4 separate regions of the Mus musculus genome follow, and all the other regions are linked to region 2. A link is a contact called in public Hi-C, HiChIP or PLAC-seq and promoter capture Hi-C data. All regions are on one chromosome and are shown on one strand. The core of a region is the stretch at or near the end of the contact, and the rest is flanking DNA. Distances in the headings are between cores, read along the strand shown.

Region 1 (3,140 bases), core at 517-3,016, 780 kb after region 2:
GACTGCTCATCCAAAGGTCCTGAGTTCTAATCCCAGCAACCACATGGTGGCTCACAACCATCTGAACAGCTACAGGGTACTCATATACATAAAATAAATAAATAAATCTTAAAAAAAAAGTGAAAAATCGAGTAAGACACCTAAAGGTGCAAACATGAGACTCCCATGAGCATGTACTAGTATACGCACATGTGCTAAACAACGCTTTACAGTTTCCACTGGAGTTTCTCAAGGGCCCACCTACTGCAAGCAGATGCTGTCATAACTCACAAATAAGCTAGGTGACGTCCTTCCTCCCAGGAGTTTCTATTACTTCGAGATTAACTCAAACTAAAACCAACCCCCACATGTTTACTGAGAGGACACGGACACTTTGCAGAAAGTGAGTCACATAACCAGAAAGGTAAGTCCCACATTAAGACTTTGGGAGCCTGCCTATCTAGTCCACTCAAAAACAGGCTCCCAAAAGGAGCCTAGGTATTTTAAAGTATGGAATACCTTAAGCACATGTGGTTTTAGTTATGTATTTTATTGAGAAAAGCTCTTATGTAGCCCAGGCTGGCTTTGAACCCTTCATCGTCTCTATTTCCATCATCCGAGCGTTGGAATCTGGTTATGTACAGGTTGGGAGAAAGAGCTCAATGCAAAGCTCAAAGTTTGATCAACTTCAAATTCTTAGGTTGTCTTTAATTTGCACAAAAATCACAGTAATAAACTCTTTCCAAGGTTGAGGCTAGATAACTTTCAGACAGGGCTCTTTAGATGCCCTAAGCCTCCGGCTTTCTGTATCTTTGAGGGTCAGGGTGCAGCACAGGGCGTCCGTTAAGCTGACAGGCCACATACCTGGCACTTGTTGGGACTCCTTCATCTCCAGGATATCCTTGATGTAGAGTTTTGCAAAGGCTAGAAACACAGGATCCAGACCCCAAAAGAGGGGCGGGATCTCCTCTTCCCTTGGACTGGATTCACACTCCATCAAGAGGCAGGGCTGTGGCATCTGCTAACCCAGAGCCAAGACTCTACAAAAGAAAACAAAAATAAGGTTTTAGGGTGTTTAGTGTGGGTAACGGTCATCCAGAAGTCTTAGGAGGGTAACACAGGGGTTCAGGACCCTGTCAAACTTCATGCCTAGCAGATGGCAAAGTCCTTGTATGAGGCTCCTTCGGACGAAATACCAACTGAGAATCAGTTAAACACCAAATTTTCTTTTCAGACGAGGTCTCAGATAGCCCCGGCTGATCTTAATCTAGCTATGTAGTGGAGGATGGCTTTGAACTAGTGATCCTCCAGTACTGGGATTACTGGCATGTCCCATCAGACCTGGTTTATACAGTGCTGGGGATGGAACGCAGGGCTTCATGCAAGGTTTCGTGCAGGCTAGGCAAGTGCTCTCCAACAACTGAGCTACATCCCCTAAATACTAATTCTCCACTTTGAGGATAACCATACACACAGGCGTACCCCAAAAAGGAGTTTTAACGAGTGAATCCGGAGAGTAATGGAGAGAGTCCCTGTGGCCGTGGACTTTGGGGGCCCTGAAGGTGTGTCTATCCAAGCTTCGACCTTTCACCTCTGGGAAGAGCGGAGGAAAGGAAAAAGAGGCAGAAATCAGAGCAGTTTACAACTTCTCCCGAAGCAGGAGCAGCCAGCCAAGATTGCCGAACCAGTTCCGGTTGCGAGAAGGAAGCGAGCACACTCCCGCCGGCGTATTTCCTTCCCGCCACCCGCGCCTAGCTACCGCCAGCCACTCCCGCTGAGGCCACGCCCCCGACGTCCTCCTCAAGGCCACGCCCACCCCACGTATCGGTTCCGCCCACGCCGCCTTCCCGGTCTACATACACCCTGCGCAGGCTCTTGGGGGCTCTCCTAATCTCGGAGATTCCCGAGCCAGCCCGGGAATTCCTGCTGCTCAAATCCCGCCTTCCATGTCACATTTGTCACTCCGATTCCCTCAGACGGTTCCAGGAAATTGGGACGGGATCAAACTTAAATTTTCTTTTTTAAAAGTAGGGCAGGGGGTTGTCTTGACTGATTAAAGCAACAAACAACGAAATTAGGCAATGGGGTATTTTACTGTTTCTTCACAGCTGGTAATGATCCCCTGACATCGTAGGGATGCTACAGTCTCGCTTGCAGATGTTCTGCTCTAAACCTGAGGCCCCGAGAGAATGAGAGGTCTTGTCTCTAACGGAAACCACCCCTATGAGGTTTCCTCCAGGATGTTGTGCCTTTAACTCTTGAGAGACTGACAATTCTTGTATAAACCATGGCCACCTCCTTGGAGCCCTGTCTCCACTGTCTCCACCCATATAAATAAAGACGTTTTTCCCTACTCACAGGGACTCACACGCCTAGGAGAGGGCAGGTCACTCACTCCAGCGGCAAAAGAGGCAGGAGGCCAAAGAGATCATTGCTAAACTATCAGAGAAGGGCTGGGATGGAAACTGGGTGTCATTAGAACCATGGCTTTCAGTTACTGCCCTGGCCACAGAAGGAGCGGACAGTGTCTCCCAGACTCTGTGGCACAGAATGGCTGGGCCCGTGGAGTTTAAGATCTGTGTAAACCCAATCCCTCTCTACTAGAAGAGGTTCTCTCCCAAGGAAACATAGTAGGATGGATGCTTCCAATTCACCTGTCAGGTAGAGAAAGACAGGTTGGGTGACATTCTCAGGACTGCACACCTCTGCGCCAGGGTGGAGTCCAGGGACCAGTCTCCGCTGTCCTCAGAAGTTGAGGTATTTTCAGAAATGACGCTCAGAGCTCTCAGGGCTAGAGCGCTGGACTCTGGGTTTACTGCCAACCTGGGGGAGGGCCACGCCTTGTGGTATAAATAGAAGCAGACTCCCCTGATGTCATCTTTTACAGTGATGGAGGACTCTTTAGAGGGGAGTGTGCCTCTTGATCTGAGCCCCAGACCTGAGGAGTAGATGGTAACGAAGCTGAGGGTGAGCTGTAGAATTCCAGATTGAGGGGTTTGCATGGAGCTTTGTAAAGATCTCAGCCTCCCTCCTGTAGAACTCCCAGACTCCAAGCCTTCCTGGACGATCCTGAAATCTTCAACCCCGCAGGACCAGCACAACACCCTACAACATTCAAGGCCGATCGATATTTTAAAAGTCAATGCTAGGAGCCCTTTCTT
Region 2 (3,034 bases), core at 336-2,835:
GCAGAACCTTGTAGGCGATGAGAGCACTCTGGCTTTTGTCAGGAGATGAGGAGTTAGGGGAGGGCTCAAATATGGGAGCAATGGGCCCTGGGTTGACAAGTCATTAGTTGGAAGGTCAGGGGAATGGTTGAGGACAAGCATAAAAGAAGACAGAATTGCGGCCGGGCGTGGTGGCGCACGCCTTTAATCCCAGCACTCGGGAGGCAGAGGCAGGCGGATTTCTGAGTTCAAGGTCAGCCTGGTCTACAAAGTGAGCTCCAGGACAGCCAGGGCTATACAGAGAAACCCTGTAAACAACAACAAAACAAAACAAAACAACAAAAAAAAAAAAAAAAAAAAAAGAGAGAATTGCGAGGATACCGCTGAAATGAGCCCAGAAATCACTCGTCCTGGAAATTATAAAAAACACTGTGGGTGTTCACAAAAAAGGAAGAGTATTGTGTTTATGGAATACAAAGTAAGATCAGGAAAAACATTTTAAAACGCGCTTCAGTTGGGAGGCAGAAAGTTCAGTTTGGGAGCTACTGTGCTACCGCATCTAGTCTGATGCAATGGACTTGAGAGTCCTGGTGAGCTGTGCTCCACAATGAATCTTCTCCGGAGCTAACAGCGTTTGACCTGTGCATTTCATAATAAGCTTTCATGGGCCTTCTCAGGTTGCTCTCCCCTTCCTATTTCCCCAAATTGCCTGGGTGCACGTTAAAAAACAAAACAAAACAAAACAAAACAAAACCAAAAATAGGGTCCATCTCATTCTGTGATTATAGCAGGACTACAGGAGAATCCCTGTGATGACAAAGTTTGGGAAGCTGACCACACTTTGAGAGGTTTGTTGAGAGCTAGAAAACAGCAAAGGTCGTCCGTGAGGGCCGGCAGGTGGCGCCACATGATCGTGAGCAGCTGAGGGCTCACAGAGTCACGGAGACCGCAGGTCCTCGGCGTTGCTAGGGCCACCCTGTCACCGCGAATCTCCAGAGGAACCGCATGCAGGGGTAGTGGGCTGGGGGGCTTGACTAGTATCCCGATTTGGTTTTAGGCTATGTGCATCGTAAGCTGTCTCCAGTCCGGCTCTGGTGCTCCCAGGGAAGGAGGGCTCAGCCCATTCTGCGGCGACACGGAGCCCCGTGGAGCCCGCAAGTCCCTGCAGCAAGGACCCGAGGCCTCGCGCCTCAGGGCAGTATTGCAGGGCTGCCAAGCCGCGCGCGAGGATCTACTACAGAGACCCCACAGGGAGCGCCGCACCCGCGGACCGCTCCCTTTCATTGGCCGCCTGGAGGAAGACCACGCCCCCATCCCTACAGCGCTCATCTTTGACTGGCTCTTGCATCCGGGATGGCCACGCCTCCTCCCCGCGCATACACAAGAGTCACGCGCCTTTCAGTTGGAAACTTGGCATGCAGAGGAGGACAGTGGCCCTCATCTCCCCGCCCACCTCCCGTGCCATTGGTGCGGCACGCCGACTGCGACCACGCCCCCATTCCAGCCCCCTGGCTGGGAAGGCGGGCACCCGCTCTTGATTGGCTGGCAGACCTGCCTCTCGCGGGAGAGGCTAGCACGCCCCTCCCTCCGCTCCCTCCTCCCTCGAGCCCGGGGGTTCCTCAGCTGGCTCAGTCCGAATCAGTGTCATTCAGAGAGAAGGACAGCTAAGGGCTGGGCGCGAACGCGCGGTTGCAGTCCTGCTCGGGCGCCGGTGCCTGCGCTCGCGCCGCCGGGTGGGAAGGATGAAGCCTCAGCTGGAGCAGCCACCCTATGATTGGCTGTGGCGCTTGTGAACCCGAAGTAAAGATGGCGGGCGGGCAGGCAGCCGCCGCACTGCCCACTTGGAAGATGGCGGCGCGCCGCAGCCTCAGTGCCCGCGGCCGGGGGGTCCTGCAAGCAGCTGCGGGCCGGCTGCTGCCGCTGCTACTGCTGAGCTGCTGCTGGGGAGCGGGCGGCTGCACAGCGGCCGGCGAGAACGAGGAGACCGTGATCATCGGGCTGCGGCTGGAGGATACGAACGACGTGTCGTTCATGGAAGGGGGTGCTCTGCGGGTGAGCGAGCGGACCCGGGTCAAGCTGCGGGTGTACGGGCAGAACATCAACAACGAGACGTGGTCCCGCATCGCCTTCACTGAGCACGAGCGGCGCCGGCACACACCCAGCGAGCGTGGGCTGGGGGGCCCCGCGCCTCCGGAGCCGGACAGCGGCCCCCAGCGCTGCGGCATCCGCACCTCAGACATCATCATCTTGCCCCACATCATTCTCAATCGCCGCACATCGGGCATCATCGAGATCGAGATTAAACCGCTGCGCAAGATGGAGAAGAGCAAGTCTTATTACCTGTGCACGTCTCTCTCCACGCCCGCACTAGGCGCCGGCGGCTCCGGGTCTGCGAGTGGCACCGTCGGGGGCAAGGGTGGCGCGGGGGTGGCCGGACTCCCGCCTCCTCCGTGGGCCGAGACCACCTGGATTTACCACGACGGTGAGGACACCAAGATGATAGTGGGCGAGGAGAAGAAGTTCTTGCTGCCCTTCTGGCTGCAAGTGATCTTCATCTCGCTGCTGCTGTGCCTGTCGGGCATGTTCAGCGGCCTCAACCTGGGGCTCATGGCTCTGGACCCGATGGAGCTGCGCATCGTGCAAAACTGCGGCACGGAGAAAGAGAAGAATTATGCCAAGCGCATCGAGCCGGTGCGCAGGCAGGGCAACTACCTGCTGTGCTCGCTGCTGCTGGGCAACGTACTGGTCAACACCACGCTCACCATCCTGCTGGACGACATTGCGGGCTCAGGCCTTGTGGCGGTGGTGGTCTCCACCATTGGCATCGTCATCTTCGGAGAAATCGTGCCCCAAGCCATCTGCTCCCGACACGGCCTGGCGGTAGGGGCCAACACCATCTTCCTCACCAAGTTTTTCATGATGATGACATTCCCCGCTTCTTATCCGGTTAGCAAACTGCTGGACTGCGTCCTGGGCCAGGAGATAGGCACGGTCTATAACCGGGAAAAACTGCTGGAGATGCTCCGGGTTACTGACCCCTATAACGACCTCGTTA
Region 3 (2,753 bases), core at 1-2,500, 630 kb before region 2:
TTGTGATTTTCCCCTAGGCTGGCAGCCTGGAAGCCCCAACAGTCTTGTCTCTGTTCCCACATACAGTGGGCAGGACAGGGTGCAGGCTGGTTATGGGGTGTTAGGTTCTGCACTCGGGTCCTAATGCTTACACGAGTGCTCATAGTCACTGAGTCAGCTCTTCACCACCTCAAATAGTTCTTAGTTTTCTTTGCACTTGTTCTATAGATCCCCATCTCCTCTCAACTGTTTTCAAGCCTTCTGGTTTTCCTTCACTTTCTTAAAGCCAAGAAAGAAACAAGGGACAGCCAGGTAAAGGCTTCCCAGTTTCTAAGTATTTTTTGTTCACTGGGACTAGATGCCTTGGTGAAGGAGCAGATTCAATTGGATACGTTCAGACTGGGAAGGGGAACTGTAAGCCTAAGGAAGTTCACTGGGTCACCACCTACTTTAAACCCTTCCAGGCTTCTCCTGCACCTGAGGACAAGGAGCCCAGAGGGTGACCCCATTTTTCTCTCCAACATTTTTACTGGGCGTCAGACGAGACAGTTCCGGAAACTATAAAGAAACTGTAACAGCCTGAATTGCCGCCTCCTCAAATATTAACAACAACAACCCAACAGTAAAATTCATTACATCCATTCCCCTCCTCCTACAAGCACAGATCCAAAGACAGAAGTGGTCAGAGCCGTCTTCCTTATGGTCCAGCTTGGTCTTCCTTATTCCAGCCTGGGTTTCCCAAGGAAACTGTCGACCCCATATCTGGAAGTGTGCACCAGAAGCCAAGAGTCCCTCCGCTTGCTCGTCAGGGCCAAGTAGGTGAAGATTAACGCAAAAGGAGGCAGAGGCTACAGGTGACTGTGTCAGAGGTAGACTGGTCTGCCTGGGTACTCGGTGAAATCAAGGATTGGGGCGCGGGGGGGGGGGAGGGGGGAGGGGGTGTGCTTATGAGTCAACCTAGAGCAGCTGGTGGAATTTAGAAAGAAAGAAAGAAAGAAAGAAAGAAAGAAAGAAAGAAAGAAAGAAAGAAAGAAAGAGAAAGAAAGGAAGGAAGGAGGCGGGTGGGGGGAACGGATTTGGGGCAAACTTGGTTCTTAGGGGAGGTGCCCCTGAGACTGATCAGTCAGAGAGGAGGAGGTCCAGGGGCGGGACAGAGATGTCCCTTGGCTAAGATTGGATAACTGCTGAGGGCGGGAGCTGGCCTTGCACCGCCTGGGTTCCCAGTTTAGTAATTGGGGATATATATACGGCAGGCACGGTCACTGCAGCGCGAGCGGGCTGGTTAGCAGCGCACGTGCCAGGCTCCGGGGCCCTTCTGCTTATACACAATTTCTTTCTGTCCTGGGTTTCTTCGTCCCTGAGACCCACTCCATCTTCTACTTCTTTGGCTCTCGCCCAGCTCCCTACCCCAAGCTCTGTAACTCGTCGTCTGCAAAATCGAAATGGACACATCCATGAATTTCTCACGCGGGTTAAAAATGGACCTGATGCAACCCTATGACTTCGAGACGTTTCAGGACTTAAGGCCCTTTTTGGAGGAGTACTGGTGAGACCTGGTGATGGGGAAGGACCAACTGCTTTGAGGGAAATGGAGACAGGGAATGAATGCCTGTAAAGTCTCCGACGACGCGCCCGCCCCGGTACTAGCTCCGATTCCCCTGCCCCGCCCCCTCTTTTAAGATACCCCTTTAAGAGATTAGCTCTAGAAGAAAGGGCTCAGAAATGAGAAGTTGGAGAGAGGGATGTGGGAGGAGACAAAAACAAAGGGAAAAAATGGGAACTATAGCTGAGGAGAGATTGACCGGAATGAAGCGGTTTTTTTAGTTGACTCTCAGAGAGAGACAGAGAGGCACACACAGACACAGACACACAGACACATACACAGACACACACACACACACACACACACACACACAGAGAGAGAGAGAGAGAGAGAGAGAGAGAGAGAGAGAGAGAGAGAGAGAGAGAGCCCGAGAGCCCAAGCGAGCCTTCCTGTGTGGGCACCTAGGATTAGCGTGTCCCACACACAATTATCATGTTCCCTTAGTGTGTCATCTTCTCTGATGTCAAGATAACACAAAAATGGGAACCCTGTCAAAGCTTTCCTGAGGCTTTCTGTCTTAGCCCTAAATCGTCCCAGACGTGTTTGGTGGGGTGACTTTGTTGTTCAATCTCGTCTTGCCATAAGTCAGTCAGATGTTGCTACACTATCTTACACCACAGGTTTGGACAGAGTAGTTCTTGGCTGGGGGCAGACAACTGTCACCTTCATTGAGACCTCATTGACAAAGTCATAATTACAGAAATCTCAAATGTGCCCTGTGCTAGGTACTTTAGATCTGTGAATACTGCCAAGGCACCCCACTACCCCATAAAGATAAGGAAACCAAAGCATCATACTGCTGAAGCTCTAGTATAAAGGAGCCCCTTTGGGAGATGAGCGGGCATTCTTTTAAGCAACGCCCACTGTGAATCCATCTGTTTTCTGCCCTCCAGGGTAAGCTCATTTCTCATAGTGGTCGTCTATCTGTTGCTCATCGTTGTTGGCCAGACCTACATGAGAACGCGGAAGAGCTTCAGCTTGCAGAGGCCTCTCATCCTCTGGTCCTTCTTCCTGGCAATATTCAGGTAAGTTAGTCCTCCACCCCATGCTCTCTGCCTGTTCTTTAGTCCTTACATCTCCATTTTACCCTGAGGGTTTCTCAAATCCTCAGCCACGTCGACTTCTTTTCCATAGTACCTGGGTTTTCTCTCTTCCTTGAGCCCAAGGCTAT
Region 4 (2,865 bases), core at 4-2,503, 760 kb before region 2:
GGGGCTTGCTTGCAGTTTCAGAGCATCAATCCATTATCATCATTGGCAGAGAGCACGGTGATGCACACGGCAGTGAAGCAGTAGCTAAGAGCTCCAGTCCCATCCACAGGCAGACGGGAACCTGGACCTGGCATGGGGGGTTGAAATCGCAAAGCTCACTGCCAGTGACACACTTCCTCCAAGGAGGCCACACATAACTAATCCCAGTTCTTCTCAGAGAGTGCCACTCTCTGATGACTAACTATTCAGATATATGCGTCTGTGGGAGACCATTCTTAGTCAAACCACCACAGGAACCACGTGGTACAAGGCAAGAACCAGCTCCGAAAGTTGTCCTCTGGCCTCTGAGTGGGTGTTGTGGCGTATGCCCATAATATTGCACGCACACAAACACAGACACACATAGATACACACACAAACACACACACATTCAATATAATTTAATTTAAATTTTTAATGAGGAAGGCAGTGAACAGGAACAAAGTAGAATAATATATATATGTGTAAAAATGCCAGCCATAGCTTGGTCAATAAAGTGCATACCTCAAAAGCTTAAGACGCTAATTCTATCCTCAATGCTTGGTATTGTGGTTCGAGTCTATAATCCCAGCGTGGGAGACTGAAGCAGGAGGATCTCCCGAGCTCATTGGCTGGCTAGCACAACCTAGTGGGTGAGAGGTCCTAGTGAAAGAAGTTCTCTCAAAACAGTGTAGAAGGTTGGCTTCTGAGGAAAGACACTGAGGCTGACCTCCAGCCTTCACAGGTGCACACAGGACTAAGAATATGGAGGAAGGGGATGCGATCATGAAATTCATTACTTTGTATGCTGACTTCAAATTTAAAACATATGTATAAAGACCAGGGATGGTAGTGATGAACTTTAATCACGGCACTTGGGAGGCAGAGACAGGAGAATCTCTGTGAATTTGTGGCCAGCCTGGTGAGCGGAGGGTTGTTAACCTTACAGTTTTTCCACTAAATTTCCAGGCGGTTGAGATTTGCTATTTGGTCAGGGCTGATACGGTGTCAGTACTCAACCACAAATAAGGTGAAAGAGCGAGGTTCAGAAAGAAGGGAGACGTTTTGAGACATTCTCACGGTGCCTAGGAAACTTGAATCCAGAGCGGGGACCCTTGGGTGCTGCGGATGCTCCTCCCTCGGACATCTTCCCGCAGCTCCGCCCCCGGCGCGCAGCGCTAGCGGGGCGTGCCCTGGGGCAATCCCGGACCTCGCCTGGCGGGGCGGGGCCGGGCGGAGTCGACGTTCAGTCCAGGGCTTGGCTCACCTCATTCACCAGGGACGGAAGTGTCAGCCCTGCACTCCCCCGGGTACCAGGACTAGCAGTCCGGCCTCGCCCCACTGGGCGATCAGGCCTTGGCTAGCTCCTGCGGCAGAGGCGTCATGAAGCGTGCAGGAACTCTGCGCCTGCTTTCGGATCTGAGCAACTTCACCGGCGCGGCCCGGCTCCGCGAGTTGTTGGCGGGGGACCCAGCTGTCCTAGTCCGCTGCAGCCCTGACGGCCGCCACTTGCTGCTATTAAGACCCCCCGGATCGCCCGCCCCACAGCTTCTAGTGGCTGTGCGTGGGCCCGGCCTGCCGCTGGAGCGTGCCTGGCCGGAGGGCGACCCCTCGCCGCTGGACGTCTTTTTCGTGCCGTGGCTGGCGCGACCCGCGCTGATCTTGGTATGGGAGAGTGGCCTAGCAGAGGTTTGGGGCGTGGGGATGGAGCCTGGATGGAAGCTACTTCAGAGCACTGAGCTGTGTCCGGATGGTGGAGCCCGCGTGATGGCCGTGGCCGCAACCCGAGGCCGCCTAGTTTGGTGCGAGGAGCGTCAGCCGGGTGTTAAGGACCAACCAGAGCAGCTTTCAACGGCCTTCAGCCACCGTGTGTGCTTCAAGACCCTGGAAACCAGCGGGGAGGCTGGCACCAAACTAGGCTGCACCCACATCCTGCTACACCATTGCCCCCTTTTTGGACTGATAGCCTCCCGCAAGGACCTCTTCCTGGTGCCTACTACCAACACTTGGTCTGGTGTGGCCCACCTTCTGCTCATCTGGAGCCCAAGCAAGGGGAAGGTAATAGTTGCTGCTCCATCTCTTGGTCTTTCACACAGTAAAAGCCTGAATCCCAAACAAGGGGACACTTGGGACTTCCGGACCCTGCTGCGAGGCCTTCCTGGATTCCTGTCCCCCAGGGAGCCACTGGCTGTACACACTTGGGCCCCATCTTCGCAGGGCTTGTTGTTGCTTGACTTGAAAGGGAAGGTGAGCCTAGTGCAGTGCCATGGTGGTACTCGAACCGTGGGAATCCTGCAGGAGGCCCCTGTAAGCCTAAAAGGGTCTGCAGCCCTGGGGACATTTCACGGCACTTTAGCCTGTGTCCTGGGCTCCACCTTGGAACTACTGGACATGAGCAGTGGGCGGCTGTTGGAAAAAAAGGTTCTCAGTACAGACAGAGTACATTTGCTGGAGCCTCCAGCCCCGGGCATGAAGAACGAGGAAGAGCTGGAGACCCGAGGAGCCCTACGATTGCTTTCAGCCTTGGGTCTCTTTTGTGTGTGTTGGGAAACTCCCCAAGGCCTTGAGCTGCCTTCAGACAAGGACCTGGTGTTTGAGGAGGCCTGTGGGTACTACCAGCGTCGGAGCCTTCGAGGTACCCAGCTTACCCCAGAAGAACTGAGACACAACAGCATGTTTCGGGCACCTCAGGCCCTGGCCTCCATCCTCCAGGGCCACCTGCCCCCGTCTACACTCCTGACAACCCTGAGGGCTGAGCTCCGGGATTATCGTAGTATAGAACAGCTCAAGGCCCAGCTGGTGGCTGGGGACGATGAGGAGGCTGGCTGGACTGAGTTAGCGGAGCAC

The links. Promoter capture Hi-C pulls out the DNA fragments that hold promoters and counts their contacts. Hi-C and Micro-C count contacts between places; a contact is called where the count stands out from the background. HiChIP or PLAC-seq counts read pairs in DNA pulled down with a chosen protein or histone mark.
Region 1: a contact with region 2 is called in an HNF4G HiChIP or PLAC-seq map of pancreatic cancer cells. The contact joins the promoter of Stn1 here to the promoter of Cnnm2 in region 2. A contact is called at or near these places in 1 of 39 promoter capture datasets (pre-B cells) and 1 of 115 datasets of contacts at active chromatin or transcription factors (pancreatic cancer cells).
Region 3: a promoter capture Hi-C map of pre-B cells shows a contact between it and region 2, with 3 times the contacts expected there. The contact joins the promoter of Elovl3 here to the promoter of Cnnm2 in region 2. A contact is called at or near these places in 3 of 39 promoter capture datasets (cranial neural crest, pre-B cells and stem cell-derived epiblast-like cells), 1 of 484 Hi-C or Micro-C datasets (the N1E-115 cell line) and 1 of 115 datasets of contacts at active chromatin or transcription factors (pancreatic cancer cells).
Region 4: a Hi-C map of CD8 T cells shows a contact between it and region 2, with 6 times the contacts expected there. The contact joins the promoter of Hps6 here to the promoter of Cnnm2 in region 2. A contact is called at or near these places in 1 of 484 Hi-C or Micro-C datasets (CD8 T cells) and 1 of 115 datasets of contacts at active chromatin or transcription factors (memory CD8 T cells).

What each region holds. Positions count from the first base shown.
Region 1 is chr19:47,535,353-47,538,492 of GRCm38.p6, forward strand. Stn1 (STN1, CST complex subunit) reads right to left here and starts at 1,767. Exons shown (of 10, transcript NM_175360.3): 1 at 1,462-1,767; 2 at 844-1,019. The coding sequence starts at 997.
Region 2 is chr19:46,760,024-46,763,057 of GRCm38.p6, forward strand. Cnnm2 (cyclin M2) reads left to right here and starts at 1,586. Exons shown (of 8, transcript NM_033569.3): 1 at 1,586-3,034. The coding sequence starts at 1,750.
Region 3 is chr19:46,130,649-46,133,401 of GRCm38.p6, forward strand. Elovl3 (elongation of very long chain fatty acids (FEN1/Elo2, SUR4/Elo3, yeast)-like 3) reads left to right here and starts at 1,251. Exons shown (of 4, transcript NM_007703.2): 1 at 1,251-1,525; 2 at 2,476-2,607. The coding sequence starts at 1,422.
Region 4 is chr19:46,002,225-46,005,089 of GRCm38.p6, forward strand. Hps6 (HPS6, biogenesis of lysosomal organelles complex 2 subunit 3) reads left to right here and starts at 1,254. Exons shown (of 1, transcript NM_176785.3): 1 at 1,254-2,865. The coding sequence starts at 1,402. The region is part of intron 1 of 4930505N22Rik (RIKEN cDNA 4930505N22 gene); the gene reads left to right.